Linked DNA regions of Mus musculus: all the other regions are linked to region 2. A link is a contact called in public Hi-C and HiChIP or PLAC-seq data. All regions are on one chromosome and are shown on one strand. The core of a region is the stretch at or near the end of the contact, and the rest is flanking DNA. Distances in the headings are between cores, read along the strand shown. Region 1 has its middle 19 kb from the start of Mir8110. Region 2 has its middle 19 kb from the start of Gm26331. Region 3 has its middle 64 kb from the start of Cyld. Region 4 has its middle 47 kb from the start of Gm42034. Region 5 has its middle 75 kb from the start of Mir8110.

Region 1 (4,820 bases), core at 1,753-4,252, 560 kb before region 2:
CTTGAAGTCAGGCTGGTACAATGAACACCTGTTGAGAAAGCCCATTATTAGGAACTGGGGCTCGGAGCGGAAAGAGCACTGTGAATTAATTTTGAACGCCTCGCAGAATTTTGCATAACAAATGATCTCCGATGGGGGTGTCCAGGGACTTGAGCTTGGGGGAGGGGGAGGACAGATTTCATTTCTAGCAAGGTAACATAAGCCTGGCTAGGACATTAAAATCTACCATTGACGGCCCTTGTCTGTATCCCTCTGTTTGGAGCAGATTGTGCGTGCTAAGGTTACCGTGTATTATGCTTCTGGGGAAAAAAGAGTAACAATTGATATCAAAATCTTTTCAAAGAAGTTGAGAAAGCATGAGGTCAGAGACTCGTGACTCCCAGATTGTTAAATCATTTATTTATGTCTGTGTCTGTGTAAATGGAGATTGGGGGATATGTTTTGTGTTTTAAGCAGCCTGTGTTTTATTTTTCAGACACACACTACCTTTTTTGTAAGACAGGAAGAGTGTAATAGATTTGTTAAAAATGGATTCGCTTGCTGTTAGATGACCTTTGTACTTTGTAATGTCATCAGGACTGAGAACTAAAAGTTAGGCATTACTAGTGCTGAGGTGCTGGGGAGTTGACTGTGGGGGTGGGGTGCTGGAGGCACTGACTATTAAGCAGTTTCTTTCTTTCCTGAAAAGAAAGAGACTTCAACTAAAAGACATGGCATCCCTACCTGTCTGCCAAGCCCCCCCCTCCCCCCCGATTAAATCTAAAAGCAGGCATCCCATCTGCTTGCCCAAATGAAGAGTGTAATATTCTACTAACTACTTTCTATTATCGCTCAACTTAAAGGTTTCTTGGGAAAATGATCCTCAATTCATTTGAAGTTTGTCTGCCACACAAAAGGAAGCTCCGGAAAGCTCAGTGCTGTGCAGTGAAGACACAGCACACCAGCTGACTCTGAGCTGTGTTCTCAACACCTGACAGTTAATATCACAGGAATGTTCATAGCGGTAGACTCCCATTTTTTCGTGAGTCAGAAAACCTAGAAATATCCCAAGGAGAAGGGACAACTAAGAACATAAGCAAAATTAAATTAAAACTACTGTGAATTTCCATCTCACCTCAGCCTAAATGGCTACCATTATTTAAAAAAAAATAGCAAATGCTTTTGAGGGAAAATGGGGTGGGGTTGGTGGACCCTTATACAGTACTGGTGCCACTGTTAATTGGTACAGTCACTGTGGAAATCAGTACAAAGGATCCTTTAAAAAAACGTAAAGCCGGGCGTGGTGGCGCACGCCTTTAATCCCAGCTCTCGGGAGGCAGAGGCAGGTGGATTTCTGAGTTCGAGGCCAACCTGGTCTACAAAGTGAGTTCCAGGACAGCCAGGGCTACACAGAGAAACCCTGTCTCGAAAAAGAAAAAACAAAACAAACAAACAAACAAACAAAAAACGTAAAAGGAAGCCTGTAGTGGTGGCTCAAGCCTTTAATCCCAGCACTTGAGAGGCAGAGGCAGGCAGGTTTCTTGGTTCGAGGCCAGCCTGGTTTACAGACTGAGTTCCAGGACAGCCAGGGCTATACAGAGAAACCCTGTCTGAAAAAAAAACCAAACCAAACCAAACCCCCAAAAGTGAAAGGAGAACTGTTAGATGACCAGAGACATAGCGGGAGGAGTCTAAGTCACTGTTCCATTGAGACATGTGTACATCTTGTATGGAGCTGCTTTATTCTCAACAGCCAAGATATGGAATCAGCCTAGGTACCATCGACAGATGAAGGGACAAAGAAAGTGTGATGAACAATGAACAAGAGATTCCCCCCCCCAATAATAAAGAACAAAACTATATGATCTGCAAGAAAGTAGATGGCCCTGGAGGTCACTGTGCTAAGGGAAGAAAGCCAGACTCACGGACTAGTATTATCTACTTTCTCTTATAGTCAGAAACTAGATTTTTTTAAAAGACATTAAGTAGGAAGAAGGTTCTTTGGGAAGAGTAAGAGGACCACTGTGGGATGGAGGCAAAGGACATGATATATGGATGTGAAATGTCACAATGAAACCCAGTCTTTTGCATAATGAATATGTGCCAATAAAAAGTAATGCATCTAAAAAGGCTATAAGCAAAGTCTTGTTTTCTTTTTTCTCCTGTGAGTGGGGGTGTTGAAAATCACTGTGTTGGGCTGTTTGACAGTGTACCCCCCACTAACTTCTCTTTACTGAATGAGTCATATCTTTATCCCCCTGGAAACGTGTTGCAGTTTAGCCGCTAAAATGTGTGCATATCACACACTCACATTTCCCGCCTGGTACTTCCAAGCCCCCAAGGGGGTGAAGTTTAAAGTTGGGTTGTTCCTCACTGCTTCCTTTCATTTTTGCATAATCGAACGGATGGGGTAACCTAGCCCAGGGCAAATCTACCCAGCTTGCTTGCAAATGCTCTCCCGGTCCGCACCTGCTGCGAAAAAAATAATTCCAATTTTGGTACTATTCGGAAAGTCTTTGGGGGTTCCTCAGCGATATTAGATAATTGAATATAGCTTTCTCTCGTTGATAAAATATATCTCACACATGCAGCTCGCCCCCCCCCCCCCCACGCCCCAAGTCCCAACTCCCTCAGCGCCCAAGTCAATTCTATGACAAAGTTAATCTGGAGCGTGACTTATGGGGTCCCAGTGGGAGGTCAGTGGGGCCGGTAAATATGTAAACAGGGCTTTTTCAGTTTCCGTTTCGCATGAATACAAAATAAACTGAGGCCCTCTGCACGCTGGAAAGTTCTTCCCTAAAGTTAATAAAATCTGTCAACTTCCATAAAGGCCGAGAGGAAGGGGGTCCACAGGTGCAGCCGGTCGGCCGAGGCTGGGGAAGTCGGGGCAGCTAATACAAAGCCCTGGGCACCGCGCGCCTCTTCCCATCAATTCTCATCAAGCGTTATTAGTCATCTGCCGCCTCGGAGGTGCGTCCGCGCTCGCCCCGCAGAAGCGACAATGACATTTGGCCGCACTGCAGGTGCGGCTGTGTGTGGCCGCGGCCGAGTGGGGCCGCCTTTGTGGCGTTCCGGTCCTTTGATCTGGGCACAAAGGGCGGCGGAGCTGCAGCCCCCCGGCTTTCTGCTCGCAGCTCCGCCCGCGAGGGAGGGGACGAGCCAGGAGGAGTGGCAGGCTGAGTGAAGGGGCCTCGGGAGGGGGGAATCCATAATATTTATTTCAACAATAGCTTCAAATCTTTTTAAACATCATAAGAACACGGCTCATTAAGCCCACAACAGCCTTGAAATTGTGTTATAAAACCGCAAAACAGAAATCAATACATTTGCTAGAAAGGAGGTAATGAAATATATTGAGTTGCCTGAGAAGTGGTTTGTATGAATCATAATATTATTATGTGCGCATCAATTCCATTCCAATACTTAAAGTTAACCAGCTAGCGAAGAGCACCCTGAACCCTCGTTAAACAAACTCTCCCTGCTACTCCCCAGGCCAGAGCATCCTGTAATAACCGAGGGGCGGGGGGGGGGGTCAGATCAATGCTGCCCACCCTGGGCTTCAGCTGCGCAGCTCTATTGCTTCCTGGCTTGATCAATACTGGCTCACAATGGCTGGGGGAAAGCCGGGGGCAGCCCCGGAGCTTAAGGCTGTAGCTTCTATCCAGAGCAACGCCACCGCCAGCTTCTGCCAAGAGTACTATAGCCAGCTGCTCAGCCCCTCCCAACCGAGGCTACAGCTTCCCTCCAGCCCTAACCTCTGGTCAGGAACTCTTGGTGGCTAGGTTTCCTCTACCCTAGTGGGTGTGACATTTCCAGTAGCCCCAGCACCTGACACCCAGTGAAAGGGGTGACCTCCAATTTTCTTTTCCTCTTTGCTTTCCTTATGCAAATAAATACTGGTTTCTTCCTTGCTGCCAGTGAATTGAAACAATGTATTTTATTCGTTCTCCTTACTATTCTCCCAAAGCAGGACCGAATTCTACAATGTGGTAATAGCTAACTGGAAATCATGGAGGGTACCGTGGTTTGAGAATTTATGGGATCTAAAGCTTATGCAAGTTGAGGAGGAGGTTCTCTGAAAGAAAAGCTATTTGGCTTTTCCAGGGGAATGAGGGGGAATCTTGGGGAGGGCTCCTGGGATAGAGGTCTGGAAGGTAGAACCTCCCACTTCCTGTCGGCATCTCACCCAACTGACAGTCAAAGGCCACACAAATGAAAATGTTCTATATACAAGTAACTCCAAGCTGCCCCTATTACTAAGAGCTGCCACTCTGTCAGTCTGGCATTCTTACTTGTGTGGCCACAGAGCTGGCAGGGACACCCAGAGACCAATCAGTGACGTGGGAAGATCAGGAAGTGTTCAGCTCTGCAGAGTTGGCCTGTCAGCCTCAGGTGTTCTCTGAGGCCATAAAATAGGGCTCCTCTTTGTCTACCCCTGCCTTTTCAATTCTGGCCTCTGCTCTGCATTTGGACTGACCATTACAGCAGGAAGAACTGTGGCTTTCTGGGGTGCTGGTCACTCTATGGCCACAGCACATTTGCGTGGGCACACATACATACAGTGACAAATCCTCATGCACAGATGCACACATACAGCCAGTCCAAGTTCTGGGCCAGACTTGTGCCTCAGCAAACACAGCTGGAAGTACAGCTGGAAGCTTCCAAACAGTGGTCCCCTGCCTCTCCAAAGGACATTTGGTTATGTTTGGGGGATATTGATTGGCATCCCCTGGGAGAAAGGGAACAATTGGTTTCTATCGGGTTGGGGAGTCATGCACAGGGCAGCCCTCTTCCAAGAGAAATGCAACCCCCAAATGACAAAGGCATTGAGGGAGGGGGAG
Region 2 (4,336 bases), core at 375-2,874:
ACTAATAGAATCATTCTCCAGACTCAGCCTTCACTTTGCGGCAGCTCGCAGTGCAGCTGCAATAGGTGCCAGGAACTCCATCCCCTTTCCCTCTTTCTTTAGGACTGTCTCCTCCTGCTCCTGACTTTATCCACACCGGTAGACTTTCCTGTCTGTTCCTCTCTGTTTCCAGAGTTGGGGAGCCCAGGAGGCCAACAGTAGCATTGATAACATTGGAGTGGCCATAAATATGTCTGAAAAACTATCTAGGTGGTCAAGTTCTCAGACATGAGCAACTTGCATAAGTAACATATAGTCATGTGTGTGCATCAACCTATAGAAACAAAATTGGACTTCTCAATAATCAATAAATTGAGGTTTCAGTCGCTAACATTTAGATCACTGCATCTATGCTAACATATCATACATGTGTATATATATGTATGTGTATATATATATGCATGTTTAAATTTTTCCATAGTCTAAGTGCTGGCAAGACTCTCTCTGTGACACTCTTTCTCACACACATACACATACACACATTCACAGCTCACTATACTACACTGAGCTACTCGATATATGTGTGCACAGGCTCTGCTTACATATACATGCTTACACTTGTAACCAAAACACCACTTTCTTCCAGCTTCACCCCTTGCATTTCTGAGCCCCCGCCCCGTGCCCCGGCACAGATCTCATTTGATTAATGATGGTAGGTTTGCTCCCTGGCAGTGCCACCCCACCCTCTAGGGATGCCGATTGTTGAAATGTACCAGTATCAGGAACCTAAAAACATGTGTCCCCACCTGCTGCCGACTGTGTGCCCTGTGCATAGGGACTCAACTCCAAAATATCTGGGTACCAAGACTTCCAACCCTAGAGGACAAAACCCTGCCAGCGTGGTTTATCTTCCCAATAATTAGGCTTGTGTTTCTGCTTTATTAACTCCAATACAACAGCCCCCTGCCCTCTGTCACCAAGGAGACTAATAGATGACAGTCACTCTGATTTGGAAGCCGTACAAATTAAATGACTGAAGTGAGAGGAAGCGAAGTTAAGACAAATGGTATCAAGATAAGGCAGTCCATCATTTACATAGGAGTTTTTCTAACATTAAGAGGGTGTGGGGGGCGGGGCTTCATTTTCCATGCATCAGTGTTAAAACAAACCATCCCAGCGTCCCCATTCAAGCTCAATGACAGGGAATTCCCAAATGTTTCTAGGAGTAACTGATGGCCTATGTCTAAAACCAGGATCGCCTTCCCGTCTCCCAAACACCCATTCTTTTTATTTTATTCTTTTTTTTTTTTAACTTTTCTCAAGAAGAGCCTTCTTCAGTTTTCTGTGCATGAATCCACGAGCTGGCCGTTCTTGCACAGCTAGTCAACAAGTCTAAATCCTTATCATCCCTGGGGCAGATTTGTGATGCATTCTTAACCTCGTGTTTTCCCTTTCTGGGGGTTTGTCCCAGGGGAGGCATCCTCACACACCTTGTGGACAATTAACGTTACCCAGAGAAAGAAAAACAAAATCAAAATATTGGAGGGGCTGGTGGGCATCCAGCCATGCCAGTTCCCACCATTCTTCTGCGGAGCTGTAGCTGTGTTCAGTGGTCGGATCTGAGAAGCCACGTTAGCTCTTGGCTGCGTAGCTGCCGGGTCTGGCGCAAGCTGATGAGATGTGATTATCTCCATGCAGAAATACCAGGGTGGTTGGGAGATAATTTGAAATGAAGTTAAAAATGAAACGGCACTAAAGCTTTTCTCCCTTGTGTCAAAACAACCACATCTTCTCCATTCCTTCCTTCTTCCCCCTTTCACTTTGACGACACTGGTTCACACTGGGGGTGGAGACACGCCTTCTTGCAAACTGTAATCCTTGGCTAATTTTAAATTTCAGATGATTCTGTTTGAAAGACAGCTCTAAGTTTCTATCAAAAAAAAAAATCAGCTTCCGGAGATCACAGATAGAGGTTGCCATGCTGGCTTTACTGAGTAAGCCTTAGACACTGCTATGACTCACAGACTCGAAGTTTCATTTTTCTATACTAACACTATTCGGGTATGAATAGCATGCCTTGATAATAAATGACATTCGGTTGCAAATGTCTTTGAACTTTAGCTTAAAAGAAGTGAAAACAGATTTAAATACATTTCAAATGTTAAACACTATATTTATTGAATCATTGCAAATGGAGTTACCGCGTCAAGTGACAGGTTTTTTTTAAAGCTATGTAAATGTTTCTTTCTTTAAATAGATGTATTTTAGTGCGAGGTATATGTCTAGGCACTGTCTAAGCTTGCAGCAATAATTCTCGATTTACAAAATCAGCAGTGAGGGTTGGGAATTCAGCTCAGTGGTAGAGTGCTTTCCTAGCAAGCACAGGGGCCTGGGTTCTGTCCTCAGCTGGGGGGAGGTGGGGGGGGGCGACAAAATAACAAAATCAACAGCGAATCTTGCAGTGAGAAAGAGTCCATTGCAATCATTAATATTATCCCTCTCTGTGCACACATGCAGTAATCAGATCCCTCGATGAAAACTTTTTAAAATTCTAAAGTTTGATTTCAGGCTTTGCCTTGTGTGTGAGTGTGTGTGTGTGTGTGTGTGTGTGTGTGTGTGTGTGTGTGTGTGTGTGTGTGTAAAGTAGCTGAGTTCTTCTGCAAGCTTCAAAAGTTCCAGCCACATTGTTGAAAACGAAGTTTGAAGTTATTCTGAACAGGGTTGTACAGCTCTTGTGTTCACTGCAGAGTTGGGGGTGGGTGGGGGTGGGGGTCATAAAAGCCGAATTCACTGAGGGCAGAGGGAAAGTCTTTAGAACTCTGTCCGCCCCAGCGCCATCAGTCAGTTAAGAGGAGTATCTGCAGGGTGCCCCCCTCTTCCCTTTCTGCAGTGCTAGGGATGTTTATGTGGATAGAAAGGGATGACAATTAGTTATATTTATCCATTCTGGGTCCATTTAATCCCCACTGTTTTCACTCCCATCAAATCCATTATCCCAAACAACGCTGCGTATGTCTTGATGGAGTTGCATGCAGACTGGCCTTGTTTACTCCGAGAAGACGAATTTTATGGCAACATTAAATACATAGTGAAACCTCACCAACGCAGGCCCTTGGCAGAGGGAAGTCATCCTTGTGGCTCCTCCTATCTGCCTTACCCCATTGCAGTTTGACTTGGTCCTTAAACTCTGGACCTTTCTCCCCCACGTCCCTACATTTTCTCCACAAGTTTTTTATTTATGGTCATTGAGTCCATGTGTTTCCAGAGGTCACAAAAAGCAACCCCATCTTCAAGCAGCCAAAGTCTTCTCTCTCTCTCTCTCTCTGAAAATGGCTTGATATTGATATTACTCCTAACAATTCAGGCTTTCTTTTTTAAGCCCAGTTTTTAAAAAAGAAAATAAAAGAGAAGAAGAGAAGGAGGGGATAAAAATGTAATAATAATAATAATAATAATAATAATAATAATAATAATAATAATAAAAGGAAGAAGAGGCAGAAGGGAGGAGGGGGAGGAGGACTCCCTTGTTTGTTTAGAAAGAAAATCTTAGGTGATCTTACTTACTTTCTTTTCTTTCAGCACTTCTTTGTCTCCCAAAGCGTGTTGCCTGCTACTATGGAAGCTGCAGAAGTGATTTGATCAGAAAATGCAGACCTGTGCTAGCTGACAACCACACAGTAAGGGTGAGGACATCATATGTGTTTGAAACTCCTGGTTTCACTAGGAAGAAAAAACACACTGTATGGCAAACTTTATTATTTAGGCCTTAACACACAGCCAGGACGAGTGGCTCAGACTAAAGGAAATCACTGCTTAATTCCACAAACATTGTTGCAGCCCAGGAATGGCACACACACACACACACACACACACACACACACACACACACACACACACACACACACACACACACACACACACACACACACACACACTCAAAACTTTGAGAGGTCCCCTCCATGAGTGCCATCCAAGCACACCAGTATCAAAACGTGCGGCGCAGCGCCATCTGCTGGCAGCAGGTGCGTCACCTAAATCGCCCCGGTCGCAGAGGGCTATACTAGGTAAAGTGTAAAGGGCTCAGAACCTTTTTCCGCTTGGGGTTCGGGCTGCTGGCCAGCCCTGTTTGCACAAAACCATAAAGAGTAGGCAAGCGACACTGTGTAGAGAGAAAACTGCGCAGGAGAAGCCGTTTCTCAAGGCCTGTTCAGTGTGTAAACCGGGGAAGATGGATAGGTTTGTAAAAGGTCCCCAGAGATCTTGGCCCAGGTTTCTAGCATTCAAGAAGTAGGATTTCTTTGTGTACAAACACAGGGGTACCTTTCCCCTTTCGTTCTGTCAGTCAGCAAGGTATCCG
Region 3 (4,498 bases), core at 243-2,742, 810 kb before region 2:
AGTACGAGGGCTCTCAGCTTCATAGCTCGGAGACACTAGGTCACTAGGTCACCAGGTCCCACAGCTGTTTGCGGCTCCCATTGCAGCGTGCCTTCTGATTTCACTTGGCGATGAGTCTCAGAGCCTGCCCCAAGACAGGAGTCTCAAGAAGAAGGAAGAAGTGAATGGCTATGGATTGACCCTCCAAGACCTTGGCTGGAAGGAGACCACTATTTCTCACCCTCTGCTCACTTATCAAAGACCAAGTGTATTGCATGCATTCAGCTAGCCTGCTGCATCAAGGGGTGGACCTTAGTGTCGCCATCTTTGAAGGGAAGTGACTCACCCAGGATGTCTTGACTGAGCTGTGATGGAGCCAGGCACCAAACTCTGTCTGAGAGAATCCAGCACCCTTTCTATGGCCTTCATCTAGTCAGCAGGGATTCCTGGGGGAGTCAGTATAGGGGTCTCTAAGAAAGACAGGGTTTCCACAGAGTTCTTGGTGGCTGCTCTGAGCTTCTCTCCCCGAGACTAAGATGTGAGTGGGAAAGCTGATACAGAAGAGAGAAAAGTGATGGCTCCCCCCAGAGTTCTTCTGCTTCTCCCTCTGCCGTCTTTGCCCAGAAAGATGACAAATGGCCAGAGAGTGTGCTTTGCATGCTCCACACATCCTTCGAGTTTGCTGCTCAGTGGGAATAATTACCATGGTAACAGTTAATTTCATACGTCAGCCTTAGTAGGTCAATATTGTCCAGAGTCAACACTGGTTGGTAGGGGGCACTGTATATATGGTAGTGGTTTGAAACAATGACATCTGAACCAGGAACTCGGGAGGGTGGACCCCTCCCCAACCCCACCCTCAGCCTCCAGTGTTGGCCTAGACTATTCAATCCTTCACAGGGCTAAGGAGAATCAAAGATGGAAGAAAGTGGAATTCCTTATTTCAGTCCCATGCTCTCGGGATGTCAGTCATGCTGCTGAGTTTGCAGGGATGTGGTGGACAAGGAAATGAACCCTTGGACTACAATGTCCATTGAACTGTGAGCTGTTAAAGAAGCCACGGTGGGCTAGGAACCACGGTGGCGATAATCCCAGCTCATGAGAGGGTGACAGAGGAGAACTGCATTTGAAGTCAATGGGGGCCACATAGCGGGATCTTGTAAAAAACCAACAACAACAGAAATGAAAGGAAGGAAGGAAGGAAGGAAGGAAGGGAGGGAGGGAGGCAGGGAGGGAGGGAGGGAGGGAGGAAGAGAAAGAGAAAGAAAATGGAGAAGAAAAGATCTGGTGACCGTGCGAAGAGCAGAGCAGCTGTAGTGGGATGGACTCAGGAACCACAGCAAAGCTTCGCAAAAGAAAAAGCTGTCTTCTTGGTCCCCTGCAGCCTCCCCACAAAGCCTGTGTCCCTCCTCTGTGAGCCTGCTCTGGACTTTGTCAGTTTCAGCCCCTACAGTGGCTGAAGACCAAGAGTCCTCATAGAGAACACAAAGGGAGGCAGCTTTGGTGGGAGGGTTGGCTGTGTGGACAGTGCAGATGGCCGGGCTGGGGATGAGTGGACGGGGACGTAGGGAGGGAGGTGGGAAGGCGGTTGGAGCGCAGAAGGCAGGCTCTGGTAAAGAGACTGCTGTCCAGGCGGTGGGAGAGGTGGGAGCTCACTGGGGTTCTGTAGAGTTCCTTGGGGCTGACTGCTCTAAATTCAGTGTTCTGGCTTCTCAGAGACCACACCCTCTCACCAGCACATCCCAGCCACCAAGTTCGCCTTTTAAAAGGCTGAGTGGCATAGATGCTCCTGAAGCAATCTGAGTGCATAGGCTGAGGTTTCTGACATGCTTCTAAATTCCCGAAATTGCCCTATTCTTACTTCCACAACAAAATTTGAATCAAAGGATAACCACCTTTTCCTATGTGCGTCTTAGTTTTTCATTTACTGTGGTCTCAGCCAACTGTGGTCTGAAAGTTCCAGAGTGAGCAATTCATAAATTATAGATAACGTTCACTGTGTCAACTTGTTATTATCATTCTATTTATCTGTGATCATTGTTAGTCTCACACTGTGCCTAAAATATAACAGATGTGTATTCACGACAGCTAGGACGTGGGGTCAGGCTAAATGTCTGCCAGCAGATAAATGGTTAAGAAAATGTAGCCTATATAATGCATGGATTTTATTCAGCTGTAAAGAAGGAACTGTCACCTGCAGGAAATGGATGCAATTGGAGATCCTTATGCTAAGTAAAACAAGCCAGACTCAAATGAGGCTGGGAACAGAGGTGAGCTCGTTAGGAGATTAGAGCCTGTCAGTCATCAGGGTTATAGAAATGAATCTGGGACCTGGGAATACATCTGAAGGGAATACATCCCAGGGCTCTGTGGGATCTGGCTAGAAGGCATATTCTGACTAGGTGGCTTGAAGAAGTGAGTAAAGTTCTTGGAGGTATCAGAAGCAACGTGCACCAAGTCTACCATGCAGGCAGCCAGTGACCATGTTCTACGGAGAGGAGGGAGGGAGAGAGGGAGGGCTTGGCTTAACACAGCAGGCACATCAATTGGTACCATGGTGAGGTTGGGGGTGGGAGATGGTCATTAAGAAGGGTTAATGCCCCCACTGGAGTAGGCTAGTTGCATAGGAGCACCTGTGTCAAGAGGTGAGCTCTGTAGTGAGGCCTTCCTTTTGCATGCGCATGCGTGGTTTTTGACCCTCCCACACATTCCTGTAACCTCATCAGATGCTGCCTCTTTGCTCTTGGAGTTACTAGCCTCCAGAACCTCGAGCCCAAATGAACATCTTTTCTTTTAAATGCACCAGTCTGTGTTACTTTCCAACAGACACGGGGAGGGGTTAAGACGGAGGACCTACGCCTGGAGCTGTCTTCTGCATTCCCTCCTTTTTTAGCATGTGCTGACTTCAGGACCGGTCTTAGGACCACATGGAACAAATCATGTTCCACATGAGCACTAGCAACTCCACGGGAACGGGTCAGTTCAGAGTCTGGCTTGTAGGCAGAGCTTCTCAAACATTGCACGTTTGCCCAGTTCAGAGAGGCAAAGTTCATACGCAGTAAACAGCACTGTCAAAAGCGTAATGAGGGGCTGCAGTTCGAAGGTGGTGTGCTCACCTCTCACACGTGAAGCCCTGGTGAGGCCCCAGTTCTTGGTCATTAAACTCCCCTTTTTGCAGGGATCGAACTCATGGCCTCTCACAGGCTAGAGAGGCTCTCTGCTACCAAACGGCACTCCCAAGCCCCAACTCAGTGAGCTTTGATGATATTTATGTCACATAACAGCCACAAGCCAAGAGATGGAGTATTTCCTGCAGTCAACATATTTCTGCTGGCTGGAGAGATTGCTCAGCAGTTAAGAACACTGTCTGCTCTTCTAGAAGTCTGGAGTTCAATCCCCAGCAACCACATGGTGGCTCACAATCACCTGTAACAGGATCTGATGCCCTCTTCTGGAATGAAGGTGTATATTCATAAAACAAATAAATCTTAAAAAAATAATTCTTTATCTCTTTTCTATAAATGTCCTCTCAACACAGAGGACAAGTCAAAGAGTAACTTCTGGAACCCTATGCCCTCTTTTCACTATTGGGTCCTAGGAATTGAACTTGGTGGCAAGTGTCCTTTCCCCCTGAGTCATCTTGCCAGCCCTCAATATAGTGTTTATTATTACTTCACCAAGGGCCTTAAATACTTTTTTCTAATGTCTTTCTACCTAATGGTCACACACACACACACACACACACACACACACACACACACACACACACACACACACACACCCTGTTTCTATGGAGAAACCTGATCAGTTCATCCCCCAACCATGTTTGTAAGATTCAGTGTAATACCAGTCAAAATTTCATCCAAATTTGTATGGAAATTTCCAATTTGTTTCTAAATTGATACGGAAAATGAAGGATCTAGAATAAACAAAAACAGGAAGCTGGAGGGCTAATATTAATTTCAGACTCATAAAATATATACCATAGCCAAGATGTATGATACTTACATAAAGATGGTCATATAGATCAATGGGACAAAACTAAAGGTCTAAAAATAGAACCATATCTACATAATCCATTGACATTTGACAAGTGCCACCGAAGCAGAGTGGGAATATGGCACTATTGTCAACAATTGAAAATTGGCAGTTTAGTTCAGGAGAAAGGGAAGTCTGCCCGCCCTTTGCACCACACCCAAGCAAGTCGAAATGGACCAACCATAGATTTCAACATGAGAACTAAAAGTGGTGTTTAATCCGGAAGAGAAGAGGACAGAATGGTATCTGTGTGCTCATGTGATCCCAGAGCTTGGTACGTCCACACTTGCAGTGTGATCTATGTGGTAGGCTCAGGGCCCAGGAGAGCCACTGATGGTCAAGCTAAGGCCAATGCTCCAGAGAGCTGCCTTTGTCCAGGGGAGGTTGGCTTGCCGTTCTCTCTTTTTTTTTTCCATTTTTTATTAGGTATTTAGCTCATTTACATTCCCAATGCTATACCAAAAGTCCCCCATACCCACCC
Region 4 (4,736 bases), core at 1,064-3,563, 780 kb before region 2:
TTGCCTCTATGTCCAGGGTAGACCATGTGACCCCAGGGAATTAATCGAAGCCCTATGCTGCCTGGAATGAGTGATTGGTCAGAAGTACACATGATTAAAGGGCTGCCAAAGTACTCTTGTGGGGTTTCCTAGGGAGGTTACAGAATAGAGAGACTTTGGAAATCAGCGGCTGTAAGTCATGTGATCTGAATGCAAACTCTCCCCCAAAGGTTCATACATTTGGATGCTTGGACCCCAGAGGGTGGTGGTTTTGGGGAAAGTCATGGAGCCATTAGGAGGTGACTTGTGAGGGGAGAGTGGGAACCTTGAGGCTCTGTGACCTGGTCTCTCTGTCTGTCTGCCTTTGCTTTCTGACTCTGGGCATAATGTGACCAACCAACTCATGCTGACCCTCCTGCCCTCTCTACCATGATAGATTGTACCCCTAGGCCCCCAAGCCAGTTCTTCTTCAATCTAGTAACTTCTTGTCAGGTATTGTTCATATCAGCAGGAAAAGCAGCCAATGTAAGGACCACAGAGGCCACTCTTCCCATGCTCCGCACAAGTCACCCACCGGGGACTGACGGGACTGAGGCAAACCAGAGACCAATGGAACAGAGTCATAACTGAGATATCTGTATCCACCCATGCCTGAAGGCGGTGCTGGGCTCTCATTTAAACAAGGCAATGGGCCCTCTTTGCATTGGGCCAATGTCAGCCCAGAGTCCTGATGGCCCTAGGCCATATTTGGTGCCTCTCCATCCACTGTCCATGGACTCTGCCCCTCCATTTTCTAATCAAACACCTTTCCATGTCCCAATCCTTTACTGTGGTGCAAGCGTCTCCTTTTCTTCCTTCTGGTGGCCACAGAGTATGAGAGGGACTGAAGGGAAAGAGTGGGCAGAAGGGTGTCACACAAGGCCAGGGAGCCTGAGGACCAAGGATCCAACTGAAGCACCCCAAGAGCCAGCCCAGACCCCACTGGCCGGCTTATTTTAAGGAAGGGAGAATAGACAGAGAGTCGTGTGGTTTGCTCAAGCCGCCCAGAAAGTGGTTGAGCTGAACCTGAGTCCCCTCTATAAAATCCACCATCAGTAAGCCTGTACACAAAGCCTTGCCTGTCCTAAGAGGAGGACTATTTGTGACAAAGGGTTGGCTCAAGAAAATAGAGACCTGGCCCTTGTTCTGCAGAAGAGTAGTGGTTTTGGGGTGCGTGTACAAGTGTGAATACAAACATACAGGTCACCTCAACCCCAACCCCTGTCTTCATCCTGACCCATTTTTACTGAGGTCAGCTAAGGGGTGGCTAAAACATTCTGGGTGAGGGGGGTTGGATGCATTAGATGCATCAGGCGTATAAGCAAAGGCTCTTTAATAATTTTTTTCTTAAAAAAAAAGCTATATGTAGCTCCTGCTGTAACCCAGAGTATTCCCCAGAGTCCACAGGCTCACTTTAGCCCAATAGCTCCTAACCATCCCCTCCCCCCCAGTAATGTGTGCTTGCTGCCAGGACTTGCCAATTTATCACTTTGAGTAGTGGCTTGCTGGGATCAATGGGGACTTAGCCTGGCTCCCACCCTCCACATACATCTCTATGGAAGGTTCATGTTCTAACTCTGAAGTTGCCAGATGCATCTCCCACAGTGCTAAGACCTTTCTTTGCCCACAGTCCCATAAGTCTACCCAGGGACCAGCCTGTTACCATGGTCACAGGCCCAGGAAGCTCTCATCTCATCCCTGTCCCTTCTCTGATGCTCTGTTGTAGCCGGCAATACCCATCCCCGACTTCTTTCTTCCCTTCCAGAGCATTTCACTCTATAACTCAAGTTGATCTCCAGCTCATGAAGATCCTCCTGCCTCAGCCTTCTGGGATTACAGGTATGTGTGACTAGGCCAGCTTAGTCTGTGGCTTTCCTGTCATGTGGCTCCTGGAGTCCCAGGGGCCAGCTATTTTGGAGGGGCCCTGGGTCTACTCTGCCTTCACCGTTTGCAAGTAGAAATGGTTTTAGCTGCTGGCTAAATAATAAGCTACCCGTATATTGCCTGTCTTCATTGTGTTGTTGTAAAAGGAAAACTAATCAGGGTATGGTGGTATAGGCCTGTCGTCATACCAGTCCTTAGGAAGCAGAGGCAGGATGATCAGGAGTTCAAAGCCATCTTTGGCTACACTAGTCAGCTGGAGAATAGCCTGGGCTATGTACAACCCTGTCTCAAAACAAAACAGCAAAGCAAACAGAGGAGGAGGGACAGCAGAAGCAGAACCTAAATACACCCACGGCAAGTGTCAACAGCTGAGATTCAGGCAGCCTGGCAGCCTGCAGACACTTGGCTCCCTCCCCTATACCTTGAAAGTCTGAACAATGAGGCCTTTTGTGGGTTGGTCTCTTCTGCTGGGCCCTCTGAGTCACTGCATATTTTTGTGTGTGCAGCAACAAACGGTGTGACTCATTCTCCCACTGGGGGCATTTGGGGACTTGTTCTGTTTTACTTACAATTGCAGGAGGAGAAAAAAAAATCAGATATTACAGAGGTGAGAAAAAAATATAGCAAAGTCAAATAGTCCACCTCTGCGTGTTCCAGGCTGGCAGGACGAGTGCAGGTCCGAGGTTACTGGTCAGGGTTCCTGGGGGTGGGGCTTGGGGGTTCAAGGTGGTTAAAGTTTGACAAGTTTCTGCTAAGGTCAAATAAGGGAGAGGTTAAACTTCTAAGAAACCCCATGTCAAAGGCTTCTTACCCAAATCGGAGAGTCCTCTAGGCCCCAGGAAGAGGTGACATGGTCCCGTGTTGTGTGTCTCCGACCTCCTACACCTCATCAAGCTAGAGTTCCATGTTCAGAAAAGAGGTGTGTGTAGACTTTTTCTTTACTCATGTGGATGATGGCTTCCAGCCTGCTTTCCTTCCAGAGTCGGGTTGCCAGGAGTTTGAGGCTAAATGGGGCTGATAATAATGGAGAAAGTGAGCCACAGCTGAAAGGCTCTAGAGAGGCGCCTACGTGTTATAAGGCCGGCCCCTAGACAGATGGCCATCCCCTTCCTCCATCCGCCTGTCCCTATGGCTCTGCAGTCTCCATGCCCCATGCTTTGGCCAAGTCCCGTCCACACCGTGATCCCAGGGCTCTGCAGCGATGCCCTGGATCTAGGCCTTTAGCAGAGACCATTTCAGCCTAAATTCTGTGCCTCTCGGACCAGGTCCTCTGGAGGCTCTGGGCCTTGGAGGCCAGGATCCCAGCTCCAAGCTTGCAGGGCAGTAGAGGTGCGGGCGTGGCCAGGTACTGGGGCTTCAAGAACTAGCATTCGGAGCACGTGTCTCCTCTCGGAGCTGCGGGGCCTGTCTCTTTCTATTAGTTTAACAAGCCCTGGTATTAATGAGATTGCTCTATAATTGAACCTTTTCACGGGTCCCTCGGTAATGAAATTATGCTAATTTGCATTCAGCACCACTAGGCATCCATCACGCGGGATCAGCCGGGAGCGGCCGGTGAAGCGGCGTGAATGCACCGCTAATTATCACCGAAATGAACAAACCCGGCAGGATTATGATTTCATCTTTTGCCCTTCTCACCACTGGCTCCACCCTGTCTACATTCGTCTTTTCATGCATATGCTTGTTGGTGGGATGGGAGCAGGAAGCTGCTGCCATTGGCTGAGTGGCAGCAGAGCCTGGCACCTCTGCAGGCACCTGCAGGCTGGGTGCTGCTGCTGTTGCTGCTAGCCAATTTGAGTGGGCAGTGTGGGAGCCTACTACCTGTCTCTGAATGTGCAGCCTGCTGGGGTGTGTGTGTGTGTGTGTATGTGTGTGTGTTCACTCCCTCTCTGGGCTGAGGGTGGTGGTGTGTGTCTAATGAATGTCTGAGTCTTCATGCAAGGCTCTTAGCCTGCATGCTTGCCCGTTGGACATCTGAGCAGTTCATCTGTACCTCTGGTAGTGCACAGATGTGACCAATGCATTTGTACCTCTCGTTGAGTGCACATGTGTGTGTTTGCCTGTGGGGTTTATGGCTCTGCCACTGTCTGATATGCTGAAGTGTGAGGGCTTGTATCCTTGTGAATGATTGCCAACGTGCCACATCACTGTGAAGATGTGGAGTGACGGAGTATTCGACTACCCTGGTTGTCCAGTGGCTGGAGAATGGTGGCTTCTGATAGCTGCCACATTCAGGGACCCACTATGAAACTGTAGGGTCACCACAACAGGGGGACAGCTAGAGGGCTCCCTCCTCCCATTGCTGGATCCTCAAGGATTCTACTCAGCTCTCGGTGAGCCGAGAAGAGCTGAGACGACTTTTCTGGTTAGATCTGCACTATGATGACTTGGAAGGGATTCATTTGACTCAGGGTAAATAACAAAAATATTCCGTGCAAAGCCGAGTGTATGCAGTGCGTTATAGCGCCTCATCTCTTGGTACCCCTTCCTATCAGGCTTATGGGATGCTCGTGGGCTAGTGTGGTGGAACAAGGCCAGTGAGGTCTGCTCAGTGTCCACTGGGGCAGAGGTGAAGCTCCTAATTAGTACACGGGCCACCCCGCCACTGGCTTTGCATGGCATGTCCATATTCTGTACCTTCTGTTTCCCGAGCTATGAGCCAGGAGTATGAGAGATATGAGCCAGTTAACTTTCTAGGATGTTTGCACAAGAGCATGGAGTGCCAGGCTTCTGACAGCTGTACATCAGCAAGGTTGACTAGAGCTCTCATGGATCAAAGAATGTGTTTTACACACATACACGTTTCTGAGCCTGTTTCACTGGATGGAACATAT
Region 5 (4,321 bases), core at 618-3,117, 620 kb before region 2:
ACAAATGGACCTGTGAATCCTGTCCACAGGCCACCACAGCTGTCACCATCCGTCCCACGCCTCTGCATGGAGAATTTGATCTTTTGAGCTGTGAGTCTGGCAGTCTTGTGGCTTTTCCACCATTGGTGGTAAGGCTTCTTACAGTAGCGTGGTCACTTGGTGTCTCCTCAGTGAGCCCAGGACTGTGAGGAGTCTGAGGGACCCTGAATTCCCTTCTACATTTACCCAGCAGAGACCACCACCAGAGTCCCGGCCATGAACTTCAGCTGCTTTGGCAGGACCTGCACTTATGTCTCTGCTCTGCAGGAATGAGGGCCCTCAGGACTCTTAATTTGTGGGAGGCAGGAGTTACTGTGTGAGCAAACTGGACGTTCTGATGTCTCCCTGGTAGCCAGACAGTAGATGTGCTGTGAAGGTTTGTCTCTAGCAACCAGACAGTGGTTGTGCTGTGCAGGTTTGTCGAGTGAAAGAATGAGCGACTGAGTGAACAGTGTTGCTTTCCCTGGGTGACTCACTTCTGAGGTTCCTTTTTATCTCTGGGTTCCTGCAGGCCTGGCTGGGCCCTGCTGAAGGGCCTCGGATCATGCCTTCCTCCTACAAGCAGATGCTCTTTGACCTAGAGCAGAGTTTCAAGCTCTAGAGAGCTTCTAATCTCCTAATCTGTCACAGCGAGGGCCACCAGGCCCCTGCTCCAGCCAAGTCTCCGCCCAGCTCTGTCTCACCTGGGCTGACCCCTACATTGCCCACTCTCTTTCCTCTGGAGTCAAAAATCCCTCTGAAGGCCCTTCCTGGCTAGAGCTGTGGCTCGCGTGGGAGCTCACTCCCCATCTTGCTGACACCCACACTCTGTTGATCCCTCAAAGATCCAGTCCCGCAAAGGAATCCTCGACTTTCGAAAACTATAGATTGATCAAAAATTATAAACAGATTGAATTGACCCCAGGGAACAGAGCTAGTGTCTGCCCCATTGATACGCCAATGTTACAATGGTTGCTGACTGATTGGCAACCAGGAATTCCCAGAACTGTTTTCAGGGTAGTTGGGGCTGGAGGGAGGCACGGCTTCAAAGAGACTTTGCACATCTTGCCCTATCAAAAATAACAGATCACGGAAGCGTAACCTCTCCCCAGAGCAGATACGCATTTGCAAGGCAGCGAAACTACATAATTACAGACATAACGCGCTAAAAATAGGCCCTGTGCCCGCACAGGCAGCCAGAGCGTGGCACCCGAGCACAGCACTGCCACGTGTGGCTGTATTAATAGGGGCTGTGGCACCGTCCCAGGTGACAGATGAGGTGACTCGAAGGATTACAGCCACGGAGCACAGAGATCACGGAAACGTCCTGTTGCCCAGTGCCTGCTAAGGACTTGAGGACAGGACAGGGCAGAGGGAGCTGGTGCTCCACAGCTCAGTTACAACTGGAGCGAACTGTGATTGTGGGTCTCAGGACAGCTAGGACGACGGCTGGGGGATGGATGAGGTTCCCCAGACAATCACTGCACAATGTGTTGAAGGGTTTTACCCTGCCTCAAAAATATGCACACTAATTATGTGTCAATTAGAGATAGGCAAGAAGCTGAAGCTCAGAGAGGTTAAACAACTCTCCCAGAGCCACACAGCTAGAGAGGCAGTCTGAACTGAAGACTGACCTCAAAGGAAATTTTCTTGCCCGCCGCATCCCCAGTTGATTTACTAAGTCCGCCATTTCCTCTTGACTTCTCATCATGGCTAACCAGGGAAGGAAGGAGAGAGCCTTCTAGAACATCTTCAGGGCACAGCTGCCTTGATTATTATTTCATAACCTCTTTCCCAGCTGGTCCAAGCCAGCCCCTCAGCTCTGTTTCTAGTAGGCCAGAGGCTCCCACCCGAGGGGCAGAGAGCTGCCCAGGCCTGTAAGCCTTAGGTCAGTGCTGCTCTAATGAGGAGCCTGTGCTCCGCCATCTGCCTCAGGTGCGCCAGGCACTGATGGTGGGCTGACAAGAGCAGAGCTCTCAGCGCCTCCTGAAGCAGCTGGCTTTTGTGGAATGGATGCCGGGAACTGACTTAGGTCAGTAAATGGCAGGACAGATTCTAAGACTCGGGCCACTGGGCTCCAGGGTTGATACTCTCTCTCCTTGCCTGACTCACTGGCCACCTCCCCAGCCAATGAGGAGTCTCCAGTATACAAGAGACGCTTTCGGCAATTGACTTTTCGCCACAGGCCCTCTTCCTCCTGCGTAAGCTCCCACACCCTAACACCTGACACTTGCCCTATACCCCCCCACCCCCAGCCTCCCAGATCCAGAGCCAGAGACATATATCTCAGTTTCTTCCTGGAAGCTCCACAGCAGACAAGGAGCAGGTCAGCTTTCTTCTGGCCCTGAGCTATACCCCAGAACCTTCCTTAAGCCTGGTAGCTTGAAGAGTCTCAAGCTCCCAAATTTTCCTGTTTCCCTGGTAAATTTAAGGTCCTCTCAGCACAACTAGGGTCATTCGGGAAGAAGGACCCTCCATTGAGAAAGTGTGTCCATAAGATTTGCCTCTTGGCGAGTCTACAGCATTTCCGTAATTAGCGATTGATGCGGAAGGCTCGTTGCAGACAGTGCCGGGTGCCACGTCACATAAGAAAGCAAGCTGAGCAAGCCACGAGGAGCAAGTCAGTAAGCAGTGTTCCTCCATGGCCTCCGTTCCACCTCCCTTACCTTTGTAGCGTGTAATTATAAAAGTCAATCCATGCTATGGCCGGCTAGGCAACGGCAACGGCAACGGCGGTCTTCCCACACCCAAGGAAAGCCCCAAGCCGCGGCGGTCTGCCCAGGTTCCTGCGGTTAGCTGCCGTTTCCAAGCCAAAATGGGGATAGCCATGGGCGCGGAGAGACCGCCGTTGCCGGTGCCTCGCCAGCCATAGTGTGGATTGATTTTTATAACTGCACACTACAACCTTGAGTTCCTGTCTTGATTTCCTTGAATAAAGGACCGTGATATAGAAATGTCAGGGAAATTAATCCTTTCCTCCCCAAAGGAGGAGGTTACCATGGTGTTTTCTTAGCGCAATAGAAACCTCAACTAAGCTGCGCGGTGGCGCACGCCTTTAATCCCAGCACTTGGGAGGCAGAGGCAGGCGATTTCTGAGTTCCAGGACAGCCAGGGCTAACACAGAGAAACCCTGTCTCGAAAAACCAAAAAGAAAGAGAGAGAGAGAGAAAGAGAGAGAGAGAGAGAGAGAGAGAGAGAGAGAGAGAGAGAGAGAGAGAGAGAGAGAGACCTTAACTAAGATGCTGATCAAAGCTGGGAGTGCTTTCTTTCCTGGGTACACAGAAAACAGAAGGCGGTAGTGAATGAAGGGTGAGACCACGGTGGCTGACCAGGCTTGGATCTCAAAGCTCTGACGTAACAGTCAGACAAACGCTTTCTTCCACACTACACAGGTCACACACTTGCCTGGCTTTGTTTCAAAACGCATGCAAGGCAGGGTATGACGGCACACACTTGTGATTCCAGTGAGTCCAGCGCGGACAACATAGAACCTATCTCAAAATAACAAGACAAAACCTTATTTTTTTTTCCTCAAAAAAGAAAGCCAACATCTACCAAGGCCAAGTCAGAAAGCTCTCTAGTCCCCCACCAGCAAATGAGGGAGAGGGGGATGCTGGGTTCCTTGAGAGGAGGCTCCTCTGATGCCCAGACGCAAGGGCCAAAGATGGCGAAGCTAATACGCAGGGGGAGAGGGCAACAGAACAGGAAGTCAGCCCGGAGCCTGGCCATCCATCCCAGCATGCCTTCTCCCTCAGAAGCAGGGAGGGCGTGGTGGGAGCCCGATACTCACAGGCTCCAGTGTACCTTGACTCAAGCCACCTGGTCCCGCAGCGTGTCTTCTTTAGTCATATGTTTATTTTTAATCTGACATTCCCAGGGTGAGTAATTCGTATTTTTGAAATTTGCTCTCATGTTGGTTGTGGTGAAATATGCATGTAGCTACAGTCACCAATTTTAAGTGCACTATTCTCGTCTCGTTGCTTGGCAACTATACCACCGGCCACACAGTTCTCTGTGTGTGTTTGCCTGTGTGCACGTGTTCATGGGTCCGCACCTAGGTGAGAATCGTGTAGTGGTCAGAAGACAACCTCATGAGTTGCTTCCTGGGGAACAGTCACCTTTTTATTGAGACAGGCATCTCAAACTCAGTTCCCCACACTCACAAGGAAAGTGCTTCACTGATAAGAGACAACTTTCTAACACCCCCCCCCCCCAATTGGAACTCTGTCCCCATAAGAGAATGGCCTATTCTTTCTCTTCCTGCCCCGGGCAACCAGCATTGTGCCTCTCATCTGTGTGTGTC

The links. A called contact is a pair of places that touch in the nucleus more often than the background predicts. HiChIP or PLAC-seq counts read pairs in DNA pulled down with a chosen protein or histone mark.
Region 1: an H3K27ac HiChIP or PLAC-seq map of VIP interneurons shows a contact between it and region 2, with 7 times the contacts expected there. The contact joins two enhancer-like sites. A contact is called at or near these places in 2 of 484 Hi-C or Micro-C datasets (the BV-2 cell line and the N1E-115 cell line), 15 of 115 datasets of contacts at active chromatin or transcription factors (VIP interneurons, craniofacial prominence, embryonic basal ganglia and 6 more) and 3 of 9 other capture datasets (embryonic stem cells, embryonic tail and embryonic trunk).
Region 3: an H3K27ac HiChIP or PLAC-seq map of VIP interneurons shows a contact between it and region 2, with 5 times the contacts expected there. The contact joins two enhancer-like sites. A contact is called at or near these places in 1 of 39 promoter capture datasets (hippocampal neurons), 1 of 15 datasets of contacts at CTCF or cohesin (stem cell-derived epiblast-like cells), 16 of 484 Hi-C or Micro-C datasets (the N1E-115 cell line, adipose-derived mesenchymal stem cells, cardiomyocytes and 8 more), 5 of 115 datasets of contacts at active chromatin or transcription factors (VIP interneurons, astrocytes, embryonic basal ganglia and 1 more) and 2 of 9 other capture datasets (embryonic tail and embryonic trunk).
Region 4: a Hi-C map of the N1E-115 cell line shows a contact between it and region 2, with 6 times the contacts expected there. The contact joins two enhancer-like sites. A contact is called at or near these places in 5 of 39 promoter capture datasets (cranial neural crest, frontonasal cranial neural crest, hippocampal neurons and 2 more), 1 of 15 datasets of contacts at CTCF or cohesin (stem cell-derived epiblast-like cells), 13 of 484 Hi-C or Micro-C datasets (the N1E-115 cell line, adipose-derived mesenchymal stem cells, cerebral cortex and 8 more) and 3 of 115 datasets of contacts at active chromatin or transcription factors (VIP interneurons, embryonic basal ganglia and embryonic forebrain).
Region 5: a contact with region 2 is called in an H3K4me3 HiChIP or PLAC-seq map of the SCID.adh cell line, with 9 times the contacts expected there. The contact joins two enhancer-like sites. A contact is called at or near these places in 2 of 39 promoter capture datasets (embryonic stem cells and liver), 2 of 15 datasets of contacts at CTCF or cohesin (embryonic stem cells and stem cell-derived epiblast-like cells), 50 of 484 Hi-C or Micro-C datasets (the AtT-20 cell line, the G1E-ER4 cell line, the HPC-7 cell line and 16 more), 13 of 115 datasets of contacts at active chromatin or transcription factors (the SCID.adh cell line, astrocytes, embryonic basal ganglia and 2 more) and 3 of 9 other capture datasets (embryonic stem cells, embryonic tail and embryonic trunk).

Annotation. Positions count from the first base shown.
Region 1 is chr8:89,003,634-89,008,453 of GRCm38.p6, forward strand. No RefSeq gene overlaps it. Among named protein-coding and RNA genes, the nearest start is that of Mir8110, 19 kb to the right of the region's middle. RefSeq lists a cis regulatory region at 1-4,820. Within about 2 kb of position 3,003, at least 54 of the 459 cell types and tissues checked have an H3K27ac peak or open chromatin away from gene starts, as enhancers often do. A contact at or near this core is called in VIP interneurons, where this site is marked.
Region 2 is chr8:89,568,022-89,572,357 of GRCm38.p6, forward strand. No RefSeq gene overlaps it. Among named protein-coding and RNA genes, the nearest start is that of Gm26331, 19 kb to the right of the region's middle. Within about 2 kb of position 1,625, at least 18 of the 459 cell types and tissues checked have an H3K27ac peak or open chromatin away from gene starts, as enhancers often do. A contact at or near this core is called in the N1E-115 cell line, the SCID.adh cell line, VIP interneurons and 1 more, where this site is marked.
Region 3 is chr8:88,759,194-88,763,691 of GRCm38.p6, forward strand. No RefSeq gene overlaps it. Among named protein-coding and RNA genes, the nearest start is that of Cyld, 64 kb to the left of the region's middle. Within about 2 kb of position 1,493, at least 1 of the 459 cell types and tissues checked has an H3K27ac peak or open chromatin away from gene starts, as enhancers often do. A contact at or near this core is called in VIP interneurons, where this site is marked.
Region 4 is chr8:88,790,523-88,795,258 of GRCm38.p6, forward strand. No RefSeq gene overlaps it. Among named protein-coding and RNA genes, the nearest start is that of Gm42034, 47 kb to the right of the region's middle. Within about 2 kb of position 2,314, at least 93 of the 459 cell types and tissues checked have an H3K27ac peak or open chromatin away from gene starts, as enhancers often do. A contact at or near this core is called in the N1E-115 cell line, VIP interneurons and uterus, where this site is marked.
Region 5 is chr8:88,947,959-88,952,279 of GRCm38.p6, forward strand. No RefSeq gene overlaps it. Among named protein-coding and RNA genes, the nearest start is that of Mir8110, 75 kb to the right of the region's middle. Within about 2 kb of position 1,868, at least 28 of the 459 cell types and tissues checked have an H3K27ac peak or open chromatin away from gene starts, as enhancers often do. A contact at or near this core is called in the SCID.adh cell line, where this site is marked.